3 separate regions of the Rattus norvegicus genome follow, and all the other regions are linked to region 1. The links are chromatin contacts, called in public Hi-C maps. All regions are on one chromosome and are shown on one strand. Each heading gives the region's core, a stretch centred on a gene start, on an enhancer-like site or on the middle of the called end of the contact. The rest is flanking DNA. Distances are from core to core; before and after follow the strand shown.

What was found. A called contact is a pair of places that touch in the nucleus more often than the background predicts.
Region 2: a Hi-C map of kidney shows a contact between it and region 1, with 4 times the contacts expected there. The contact joins the enhancer-like site here to the promoter of Nudt4 in region 1. A contact is called at or near these places in 6 of 12 Hi-C or Micro-C datasets (the A7r5 cell line, Schwann cells, frontal cortex and 2 more).
Region 3: a contact with region 1 is called in a Hi-C map of the A7r5 cell line, with 4 times the contacts expected there. The contact joins the enhancer-like site here to the promoter of Nudt4 in region 1. A contact is called at or near these places in 8 of 12 Hi-C or Micro-C datasets (the A7r5 cell line, the Rat2 cell line, Schwann cells and 5 more).

The regions. Positions count from the first base shown.
Region 1 is chr7:32,089,284-32,093,328 of GRCr8, reverse strand. Nudt4 (nudix hydrolase 4) reads left to right here and starts at 1,838. Exons shown (of 5, transcript NM_053598.3): 1 at 1,838-2,331. The coding sequence starts at 2,236.
Region 2 is chr7:32,295,319-32,299,363 of GRCr8, reverse strand. No RefSeq gene overlaps it. Among named protein-coding and RNA genes, the nearest start is that of Eea1, 190 kb to the left of the region's middle. Within about 2 kb of position 1,858, at least 6 of the 93 cell types and tissues checked have an H3K27ac peak or open chromatin away from gene starts, as enhancers often do. A contact at or near this core is called in kidney and liver, where this site is marked.
Region 3 is chr7:32,240,190-32,244,234 of GRCr8, reverse strand. No RefSeq gene overlaps it. Among named protein-coding and RNA genes, the nearest start is that of Nudt4, 150 kb to the right of the region's middle. Within about 2 kb of position 1,969, at least 19 of the 93 cell types and tissues checked have an H3K27ac peak or open chromatin away from gene starts, as enhancers often do. A contact at or near this core is called in the A7r5 cell line, Schwann cells and liver, where this site is marked.

The sequences.
Region 1 (4,045 bases), core at 589-3,088:
ACCCTATCTCAAAACAAAACATGATTAAAAAAAAAAAAAAAACACTTTATCAACAGGACTCAAATTATCTAAAAACAGCACTTGTGTATCAGTCCTACTGGAATTCCTGGGTAAATGTATGTTTGTAAACCCTGGACTTCAAGTGGCTTCAGTAAGAACAGCTTGGAAAGTGTCTCTGTACAGACTTGATTTCTAATTGTGGTGAAGCTTCATTCCTTAAACCGCCTATTCAACATTAACTCATTCTCCAAACTTGCCTCTTCTAGGCTCTGGGGTAAAACAAGCACGACAGTTTCAAATCAAAGGAGTGACGTAGCTCACCAAGGCAGCCCTGCTCTCAGTGAAGCCTCACAGGGCTTGCGGTATAAGCTTCCGGTTCCCTCTACAGCCGCATTGCCATGTTTCATTGCTAAGAGCTCTGCACCCTCCCTCTCTGCCTCCCTGACCTTTGCATAAACTCCAGTTCTGGGCTCCTGAGAGTTCAGCTCTTTGTCTTCTCGGCTCCTCCCCTTGCTGCCTTAGCTTCCTACGAAGCTTACTTCTTTCTCCTCTGGTCAAAGATCTCTGGAACCCACTACTCCCACATCAGTTTAATGGGTCATCCTGTGATTGGTCACTATTTCTCTGTTCTTAGGTTCTTATTCTGAGGGCAGGGTCTGACCGGTTTTGTAAGATGCCTGGCACATCGGAGGCCTTCCAGGAATGAAAAACAAACGGATGTGGCTGTCTAAACAGTTTTGTGGGAAGCGGAGCTCCAGTGGGTTGGTTAGGAGTTGGGGTTTTGAAATAGGGTCTCATGTAGACCTGTGTAGTCTCACCAATTCCAAATACATTGGGGAATGACCTTGAATTCCTAATCCTTCTGGTTTTGCCTCTCAAGTGCTGGAGTTACATACCTGGGATTCCACACCTGATTTGGATTAGGAGTTTTCTTGAATTCCAGTGATGTCAGGTCTCCTACCTTCTATCTTGGCCCTCAATGGCACTGAAACATGGGGAGTTGTTCCAAGTGCCTAAGACTGTAAGCTTCCAGACAACAAAAATACCATTGATTTACTGCTGTGGCCTTACTTAGAATGAGATATACACAGAATAACAGCCATAACCCGTGTGCCTGAATGCACTCTGGAGGGTGAACCGAGATGGGGAGGGGGGGATGCTACAAACACAGACAATTGTCTATAGTACATTTCAAAGCTTGAGCTGACTTTTTTTTTTTTTTTTCTTTTTTTTCGGAGCTGGGGACCGAACCCAGGGCCTTGAGCTCGCTAGGCAAGCGCTCTACCGCTGAGCTAAATCCCCAACCCTTGAGCTGACTCTTGAAGAGCACATAAAGGCACCCTCATCGAAGGAGGGAATAGGGGAAGAGGAGAAGGAAGGGGAGAGGAGAGAGAGAACTCAATGAACTTAACCATCCTAGCCTTCGCTAGCGGCGCTAACCGCGAAGCTTCCGTAGTCATGCAATGGCTCCGGGAACCCTGGCTCCAGGCCCCATACTGGGGGCCCGTCCCTAAAGGGAACTCTATCGAACAACTAAAACGGAGGGCCAGGAAGTCTCGGATCGCTTCCCTTCTGTGGCCTTGTACAAAGCACGCCCCAACCCCCTCCAAGGCGACTCGGCTCGAGCACTGGCCGGAGGGCAGGGCAGAGCTGGTAGAGCCCTAGACTTAGGTCTCAAGCCCCGCCCCCGAGCAGGCCGAAGCCGCACCCCTAGCTCCCCACCCCACCCCCTCCCGGCAACGGTCCTGGCACGCAGGCGTAATGGCGCGCGCAAAAGAGCGCGCGCACGCGCGCGCGCGGGAGCCCAGCTTAAATGCGGGCGAAGGGGGCGGCGCGCATCCTTGGCGTCTCTGCCCGGTTTGCGCCGCCGCTTCCAACTGTCTCCGCGTGGCACGAGCCACGAGCCGCGCTCTTCCCCCGGCGGCGGCGGTGGCGGCGGCGGCGGCGGGTGCAAGCAAAGAGTGGCTGCAAGCGGCTGCGGGCTCCATGGAGAGCGGCGGGCGCCCGAGCAGAGGCGGCGCTACCACCGCTGCGCCCGGACTGCAGTGACCCGCGTTCCGCCCCGCGTCCCGGCGGCCGCCCGGCCTCGCCGTCCGTGTCCGCGCCGCCGCCGCCTCCCGTCCCACCGGCTCCGGAGCACCGCGACTTCGTTCGGTCCGACTCCCCGGCGGGGTGGCGGCGGCCGGGTCCCCACGGTGGCGGCCGGAGCAGCGGCTGCAGGAGCCCGGCTCTAGGATGAAGTTCAAGCCCAACCAGACGCGGACATACGACCGCGAGGGCTTCAAGAAGCGGGCGGCCTGCCTGTGCTTCCGCAGCGAGCAGGAGGACGAGGTAAGCGCGGGGACAAAGGCTGGCGGCCGGGCTCCATCCCGCAGCCCCCTGCATCCCCCCGGTCTGCGGGTCACCGGCAACCCTCACGCCCGGAGCTGGAGACCGGTCGCTGGGCTCGCCCATTAGATCGCAGGCTGTTGGTTTAATTACGTTAGATACCTCTTTTTTGGCAAAGCGGCCTCCGCTTTTAAAGTTTCTCTGACGACCGAAAGATGGCCAGCGAGAGATGGAATGAGGCCAAAAAGGACAAGATAGGCCAGAAACCGGGGCAAAGTCGCTCTTTTCGGCCCGGCGATCTCTCGCTCTTCTGGTTTCTCAAGACTGTTCTGCGGTGTGACTTGACATCTGGGAAGGAGCGGCGTGTAATTTTACCCTCCCCACCGCATTGGTTTGATAGGGGCCTTTGGAGTATTCTCTGGGAGGGCCTATTATGTTTAATTTCAGTTATATTCGGTTTTTAAATGATTGATTTTTTTTTTAATCTTGCTCTGGATAGTTAAGTCACTTGGTAGCTGGGGGAAATCTTGTAGCGCTGCCACACCTAAAATGAACTGATAGAGGAAAAAGTTGTCGTTCTGAGTTCTGCTTCTATACCCGTGCCCAGAAGAGCACAAGATGTAAAGCCGGAGATGGGAATTTAATGGCTTCCTTATTGCAAGGCCCAGTAGTTAGCTATGACAGCATACACTCAGTGGTTGTTAACAAAAAAAACCGCGTGCTAGAAAGTTATGATCTTTAAACCGCTCTTGCATTATATTTATTTTTTTTTTAAGAAACAAACAGTTCAGGTTGTTTTGAAACCTTTTAAGTGTTAAACCCGAATCCTGAAGGAACTTCCAGAGAAAGAAAGGTCTTTGAAGCGGTTCTACTTAGAAGAGAACGAAATATAAGGGCTTTTTTAAAAGTGCACAAAGGGAGAAAAGCCAGTAAGCCTTAAATTCAGTCTCTCGAGGGAGGGGTCGGGGGACTCTTTGAAGGAGGCACCGTTCTAGGGCCAGACAAACTAAACATAAAAGCGCGTAGTAGCGAATAGTGACCAAGGATCCTGTCTGACCTGTTCACCGCTCTGTCGGATTTTTACATCGTTGAGCGTTTACAATGAGTTAGGTGCAGCCAGGGGAGGGTTATATTTAATCCTTTTAGCACTTGGGGTAGTACTGGTCAGCCCTGTTTTCTAGGTGAGACGACAGCTTTGAGCAGAAGTACTTTTGTCCAGGATGATAGAATTAGGAAGCCGTCCTTGTAGGGATCTAGTTCCTACTACAGAAAGCTGGCCTCTTGGTAAAGGGGCTCTGCTCAGCAGTCAGATGCCCTGTATTTTGTGAGGCTAAATTTAAAGGCCTTTGTAAGTTACCTTTGGAATTGTGCCATAACATACAGTTGGAAATTCAGGCCCCGTTTTTAGTGTGTGTGGGTATTTGGGGGTGCGGTGGGGGGGGGCTGTATCTCTGTGTCCCTAGGGGAAGCTATGGAGATAGGAGAAATCAAAAGCAGTCTTGATGAGAGCTTCCTAGATGGCCTTAAGAAGGTAGGTAGGTTTGTGTGTGCTTGGAAATTGTTTCTGCTGGGAGTGGTGCTAAAGGAGGTGGCTTTGGTAGAGCTTCCTGTGATCATTGAAGCCCTAGGTTAAATCCTGGGCTCTCTCCCTCTCTCCTGCCCTCCAGGAAGTTGCTGTAAGATAATTGCTACAGCCTGCTTTCAAAGTGAGACTAGT
Region 2 (4,045 bases), core at 609-3,108, 210 kb before region 1:
CCACAGGGATGGAAAAACAAGATGTGTGTGCCACTGTAGGAAAGTCCAAACAGCTAGGACTCTGTGGTGCAACATGAGACAGAGAGGTGAACCTGACCAAACCCTGGGCCAATCTAAGGCTGTTGGCCTCGTTCCCTCTGGAAATGGATATGACAGCAGTTTGACATTTATCTCTGTCAGTCGGGTGTCCGCGAGAGACGCAAAATTGTGACAGATGAGCTCTCCAAACCCCGTAGCCTCACAGAGCCCTTGCTCTAATAGACACGAAGGGGCCCAATGCTTATTATATCTTGCTCTACCGTGGGGAAATAGGACTTGGCACACAGGGGCTCAGTCAGTCCTTCCTGAATAGAGTGGAACCAGTACCTGTGACACCCCTCGTTTCCAGCTTCTTACTAAACGGCATTGAGATTCAGGCAACAGCAGGTTAATGGTGAACTACAAGCCCAAGAGAAATCCCCGCCCTTCAATTCTCATGCCAGTATCATCAAATACCGGTCATGGGCCAAACCTGTTTATGCCGTGCCCTATGGCCTAATGGGAGGCGGGAAGGACAAGAGGCAAGCTCTGCTAATAACAGTCATAAACGTAGTATCGCTCAGATCTGTGAGGAGTCTGTGGTAGAGCTTGAATCGCCTTTCCCCTCCCGTATAACTATTCACTTCTAATTTTATCTCCGCCAAAGGAAAAAAAAAAAAAAAAACCAAAATCAAACCACACTGAGAGAGTGTGACTTTCCCAAGGTCACTGAGCAAACCTGAACAGCGTTTTTAAAAGTTGAGAAAAATGCTCAATGTGTCCTTCAAACACAGGTCTGTTTTCAGCCCGAGGTGGGCTGGGCTCACGACTCTTAAACACGGATCACATAGAGAAGACCCAGGCACACAGGCTGTGCCAGATGCTTGTCTTTAAGAGTCAAGAATTGTCCCTGCACATTAGATTTCAACAACTGTCACCAAAACCTGTCACAATCAGAACCTCTTTGAAGGTCTAGCTTTAAGAAGTGGAATGGTCTAGAATAGAGTTCTACTATTTCTGGTCACTCTTCTCTCTCTCTCTCTCTCTCTCTCTCTCTCCCCCCTCACCCTCCCTCCCTCCCTCTCCCTCCTTCCCCCTCCCTCCTTCCCCCTCCCTCACCCTCCCTCCCTCCTTCTCTCTCCCTCCCTCTCCCTCCCTCCCTCCCTCCTTCTGTCCCTCCCTCCTTCCCTCCCTCTCTCTCCACGCCCCCTCATATTCTTCTATGGCTAGCATAGCTACAGCTTCTGGTTGCTGGTGTCCTCCTTTTATCCTACAGAATTGTTAGTAAAACCCTATTTTACTCCTAAAAGCAAAAACAAAAATCCCATAAATTAATTATATAGTCCTCTGGCTCTGACCAATAGGGAGAGTTATTTGGGCTGTATCCAGCCTTCCTCTCCTCAAGAGTTCCTAGCACAGACACTTTAGTTTCATACACCAAAGCATCTTAAACTCACAAGTGACCCTAACTCCTAGAGCTCTCAAGAAACTCCTCTGAGGGGCGCCCCAGCCGTACACAAACATTCCTGGTTGGCTTTTGATACTTCACCCATCTAACACTGGGTTCCAGGCTGTTAGCAAATGCTTCCTTGCCCACATCAAACTGAGCCTCTGGTATCTTCTGTATGCTGATCCTGGTGTTCTTCTTAAGAAGCTGAGGAAACACTGGGGGTGTAGCTCGAAGAAAGAGCACAGGGCTTAGCATGTGCCAAGCTCTAGATTCAGCCCCACAATTGCCCGAGGAAGAAACGGAGGTCGAAAGGTCAATGCCTCCCCCTCTGAGTCTGAGAGAATCCAGGAAGTCTGCTTTCTCCTGCCCAACCTTGCCCAGCATCAGCAACAACCTGTAAGAGTGGTGACTTTAGACTCAGACATGCCGGGCACTCCCTCCGTAGCTGACCTTTGGCAACGTGTTCGCTAATTTCACTTTCCTTGTCCATAAATTTTAAACAAGCATTAACTATTTGAGGTCGGCGGTGCCGGTTAAACAGCCTGCATCTGCTCACCCTCCCTTTCTTACTAACCAAGGAACTCATGTGAACACTCCTGGATTACCGGCTGGCCATGGTCAGGCAGGGAGGTGTGGACGTGAGTCGCAAGTCCAGGAACCATGGAGGCTTTAAGAAAGCTTGTTAGAAGGCGGATATTCAGTCTGAATTTACCTCGTTAGTTTTCCACTTCGCCTTTTCCCCAGTCCCTACTTGGTGCTTAGACGTTTCTGGCAACACATGAAATAAAATAGCCTGTGGCAAACGTGACAAAGAAATTCTTCTGTGAAAGGCTACTGAGGGCAGCAAGCGGCCAAAACTCACACTGAAGTACTTCCTATGAAGTATTTTAAGCCACAAAAATGGGGTCTCTGCTACTTACAGTCCAACCATGTTAAATGACACACAGGAGAGTGCTGTAGGAACAACAACAACAAAAAAAAAAAAAAAATGAGATTACTGCTGTGCCCAGCACAGACCCAAGGCACTGTGCATGGTTGCTATGATCACTATGTGATGTTGAAACTTTTTAATAACTGACATGGACTTTGGCAGCAAAATGTGTTCTCCTGGTCTCAGATAGACCTGCTGCAGACATGAGGATGCTCACGCTTAAGAAGCAAAGAAACACCTCCACACCAACACGCTGTTCGTAATGGCTAGATTGGTGTTCACCGACAGATCATTGGAGAAAGAACAGGTGGTATAGGTGGTGGAGTGTTACTCATCCGTGAAGAAGAAGGAAATCGTGTTGTTTGCATGAGAACCGATAGAACAGGAGAACATGGTGCTAAGTGAAAGAAGCCAGAGTTACAAACGAGTATTGAGTGCTTTGTCTCATTTGTGGAATCTGGAGGGGATAAAGTAGAAACAAAGGTGAAATGGAGAATACTACTTGTATTCTCTTAAACATGTGTGTGTGTGTATGTGTGTGTGCGTTCACACACACATACACACACACACACACACACACACACACACACACACACACACACATACACGCACTCCATTTGCAGATGTTTGGACAAGTGCGTTTCTGTTCATAGCTAATAAAACCAGTCTGTCAAGGCACAAGCTCCAAGCAGCTCAGAGATGAAATTCCACCTGGCTGACAAGCCAGAAAGCAAGCTGTCTCCTGCTGTGAACGCCCTGTCTGATGTCCCTTCTGGACAGAGGACCCACCCATGTTGTACAGTGTATTTCCTAGAAAAGCAGCCTTCCCCAAATGACAAAAAGAGACGGTACTTTAAGGATGCCAACATCCCATGGGAACAGGTCTTCTGAGAAACCAAAACCAAACCCAACCAAAGGAGCAAGTGTTCAAACACAGTGGTAGGAAGTAACCTGGCCAAGACCAGGTAAGGATGAAACTGAACAGGTATGCCTCCAGAGAGTCTGCTCAGCCATCTAGATTTTTTTCTCCACCTTCATCCTTCCCTATGTCTGCATCTAGAGATTAAAAAAAAAATGCACCGAAAGTCATCCGATCACATGAACAAACACGTAATAGTTTTTGGAGTCCACAAGACCTAGAGTTCAGAGCCCAAGGAGCCATTCATAAAATGAATAAGTTGGGCAAGCAATATTCTTTCTTTGGGCTTCGGTTTTTGCATCGGTAGACTTGAGATAGAATGTGTGCATCCCGGGTCTGCTGGGGACAGGAATCAGTGTGTTTGCTAGTACCAAATAGAATTCTCTTTCACTTCCCTCCCTTTCTTATCAGCCATTTGGCCCTCGAGATGACTTGTTTATCTCTCCTTCAAGTCCAAGTTATGAACCCAGCTCAGGTCACCGACACAGAGTTCAACGTGTTACCTTCTGCCTAGTGCATCATCATGCAGGTCTTAAAGCTACACATGGGAAGCCAGAGCCTCTCCCAAAGCTGAGGTCATAACCCAGGATAAGACAAAGCTTTCAGAGCACAAGTTTGGTCTGCCGTGAGCAGTCATCTCTGTGGCTAGCCTGCCTGTGGGCACGGGAGTCCTCTGGAAAGCAGGGAGAAGGCTGGTTCTCCCATGCACCTCATCAGACATTACACC
Region 3 (4,045 bases), core at 720-3,219, 150 kb before region 1:
CAGTGACCGAAGGGCAGAAGCTGACTCGTCCACTGTGAGTCCAGTCACAGAAATGCCTGGTGTGCAGAGAAATAGCAAGGAGTCAGAAGGAAGTGGGGGGGGGGGTCAGTAAGAGAGAGGTGGGGACTGGAAGAAAGGAGAACAGAGCATGGGGAGACTTACTGGGTGCTGAGAGGAGCACAGACCAAGGCCGAATGGGAAGGGGATGTCCCTAACACATTACAGGGCCCACCACCTCCAAGCCTGTCCTTTAGATGTTGAAAGTATCACCAAGACAAGAAAATGGCTCTGTGGTGCATGTGCCAATCAGGTCTTCCTCTCAGGGCTGAGGTCCTCTTTCTCCACGTTGGCACTTTTGCTCTCTGATGGCTCCCAGCTCCCAGGGGCAATCCAGTCAGGCCTCCACTGCAATTACCTGCCAAATTCAACTCTTCCTCTACCCCAACAGGCTTCTCCCTTACCCCCATCCAAAGAATCCCACTACTAAAACCTCCTGGGTGAAAACCGCTGTGCGATTCCATGATAGTCATCTCTAAAGTCACCCTGAGTGAGTCACCGGTTGTTCTAAATAAATGGACGCCCATCCCGGAGGGGGTGGGGGTGAGTCCCACACATACAGCACGGCTGTCCGACAATGTCAGGGGCTTAAATGGAATGCACATCAAGATATAATTGTACTGGCTTGCTCTGTCACACGGCCCACTAAGTGACGTAGAAAACATGGACAATGTCACGGTCTGATGACTGTTTAGCATTATCGGTGCGGAGAAAGGAGAAACCAACTTTCCACATCTGGAAATAATCACAGCTCCAGCCCTCATTATCATTGTTGGCTGCTCTGAGAGTCACAGCCAAGCCATTTTGTTCCTCCGCAATCACGGAGCAGCCAATGCAGGCAGACCTGCTTGTGGGCACCATGATAAAGTGGATCAAAGCGAGACCACTGCATGACTTATTTTGTCTATGCCCAGACAAAAGACAAACGGGATCCCTGTAACCCTAAAACACCCTTAGCACAGGGTCACCTGCATTGCTGGTGCCATCCAGTGTAGAGCAAAGCCCCAGCTTCTCCTCAGATCTTCCCACCAAAGCCCACTATTAGAACAGGTCCTTTCTAACACTGCTGCTGAGCCAGCGTCCCCATGATGTCCCCTTGATCAACAAGGAACGGATCCATCTTGTTTGATTATCAGTTTGTTCCCAGAGGCCCTGGGGAAGACCTATATCGTGAGGAGCTGTGGGAGGCTAAGCTGTTGCCCCTGCAGAGGAGCCCTAAGAGGATGGTGGGACTTTTCCAGGGCAAAGCAGGGTCAGACAGAAGTCATTCTGGACAAAGGGAGCAGTGAGAGCTGGGTGGGGATCAATAGGGAGAATGAGGAGTCTTTGTGAGTGGGGGCGGGGTGGACGGAGAGGGAGCTCACTAAATGCGGAGATCCTTGGAGATAAATTGCATCCTACAGGAGGTCACAGGAACCGTCGAGAGGAGCTGTAAACTTAAAATGTGCTTGAAGAATCCCGGGCTGGCCCAAATTCTATTTCTCTTAATCCTGTTCTTTCCGGGGGGCGGGCAGGGGGAGGCACTTGCCGTATTTACACCACTACTCCACACTTTGTGTTTCCCAACCTGAAGTTGAGGGTCAGACAGCCCCCAAATCCCTTTCTCTGGGATACCATGAATTCCCAGAAGACATTGTGCCTCCCAGCTCCCAGACCTTGGTAACTGGCATTCCGCACATAATTCCTCTCTGCTCCTCGGGGTCGAAGCGCGTCAGTTAGTCATTTCCTCTCCGGTTATAGTTTGTAACAGAAGAAGAGCTTTACCACATGTCCCTAGCCCGATGAGCCTTCCAGATGTCCGGTCGGGCAGGCCAATGTCTTCACGCTTCCTCTCAGGAAAGGATGGCTGTGACTTCAGGGAGTCTCATTGTGGAGCTTCGCCTGCTCCTGTATGTGTGTGGGCTCCCCCTCCTATGCTGACACCCTTCCCTAGGAAGTTACAGCTGAGTCCTCCAGACAGTGGGACTCCTCCTGCTCTGTGGACTTAAGTCTCGCTTATACTACAAACCTTCCCACCGCTGTGAATCCGAGCTTGCCCCGCCCCATTTCCCCAAGCCCTTATCTGCAGTATCTGCGTTTGTGTTTTCTTGTCTTGCCAAATGTTTTTTTTTTTTTTTTTTTTTTTTGTTTTTGTTTTTGTGAGCATCCTCAGAGCTCTGCTACGTCTCTTGAGGATGCTGAAGAAGAAGACTACAGTGTCCCGGTTCTTATAACTGTCACCTCAGAGCCACCCTAAGCTGCTCTGTCAGAGAATGTTGTGAACATTTATGGAGTCCCAGTTTTAGGCTTCTACCTCCTAGCGGCACCAATAAACCACCGTTTAGTCTGCGCCTTTAAACACACGTAGTATCACGATTTTTTACACCTCATACATATTCACACTCCACGTTTTGAGCTCCTGCCTATTGACATACACAAAGCCATTAGAAAAGTGCTAGTTAGGGGCTAGAGAGATGGCTCAGCGGTTAAGGGCACTGACTGTTCTTCCCCAGGTCCTGAGTTCAAATCCCAGCAACCACATGGTGGCTCACAACCATCTGTAATGAGATCTGATGCCTTCTTCTGGTGTGTCTGAAGACAGCTATAGTGTACTTACACATAAAATAAATAAATATTAAAACCCCCCCAAAAAAGAAAAGTGCTAGTTAGTACCATAAAAATATCAGCTGCCTTGTTTGCATTATTATTAACGTATGGATTTAGATAATTTCTTGTAATTGCTTTATGGTGATCTATTACTGATCTTACTATATTTTATTTACTCCAAAATTGGTGGACATTGAGGTTGCTTCCAACTTTCTATAATCACAGTTACTACCTCTAAAAAATTCTTGACTATATTATATTCATTTGTCTGAGAGTTGCTATGAAAGGTTTTTGTTTGTTTTGTTTTGTTGAGAGATGTCTTGGTTGGCTGTGAGAATAAGTTTATATTTTCTGGCTGCTATCTACTTGCTGGCTAGTAAGACACAGAAATCCTGAGTTTTCTACAAGATTTGACAAACTGCATGGATCTCTAAAGATTCGTCGATGCTGAGTGATAATCTTGGCTTAACTTGCAGCTTTAAAAATGCCGCTGTTGTTTACTGACGAGTCAGACTGGCTTCCCCTTTCCTGGGCATTGCCTACTGGCTCCTAACGTTTTCTGGAGTCATGGCTGTTTGAGGATGTCCCTCAGGAAAACGCACAGTGTTTCAGCATCACTCTCAATATGAGCATCAGAAGGCTTCAGAGAACCCTGGTAATCATCGGCGGTCACTGTCTGCACATAGGTTCTCCGGCTTCTATTCTATTTTGGTTTTAGAATATCTGTTTGATCATATCCACCCCAAACCCCACACATCTCCCGAGCACCTTCATGTAGTTTTAGGTTAATGAGTCCAGGAGATATTGAATGGTCTAGTTGGCTTGACCTTGTGCAGAACTTGTACAGATAATCATGGCTACAATGTGTCCGTGTGCACAAATATAGACCTTGGGTACACTCCTGCCCATTCCCCAGCTCTATTAAGACATCCACGCACCTCGGTGGGAAGAGGGGTTCACACAGATGTCCCATTTAAGGCTGAGCCCTCGTCAGTCAGGTCCCGACCTTTAACCAGCCCTGAGCTTCTGTGGAAACTGCTGCCCACTACAGAAAGAGATTTGTCTGTACGTAGGTGGACTCTTCAGTTTTTTTTTTTAACCCATATAAGAAATTCCGGGGGGGCTGGGGATTTAGCTCAGTGGTAGAGCGCTTACCTAGGAAGCGCAAGGCCCTGGGTTCGGTCCCCAGCTCCGAAAAAAAGAACCAAAAAAAAAAAAAAAAAGAAAAGAAAAAGAAAAAAAAGAAATTCCGGGGATTCCGAGGTCCCCACCTCCAGAGACTGTGACGAGGAGGTCTCCATGGTAACTGAGTTTTGGTGTGGGTCATCATTTTCAGAAGTGTCTGGCTTCTCTGGAAGAACTCCTGTTCTGCTTTCTAAAGCTTCCTTTTTCTCTATAGCTA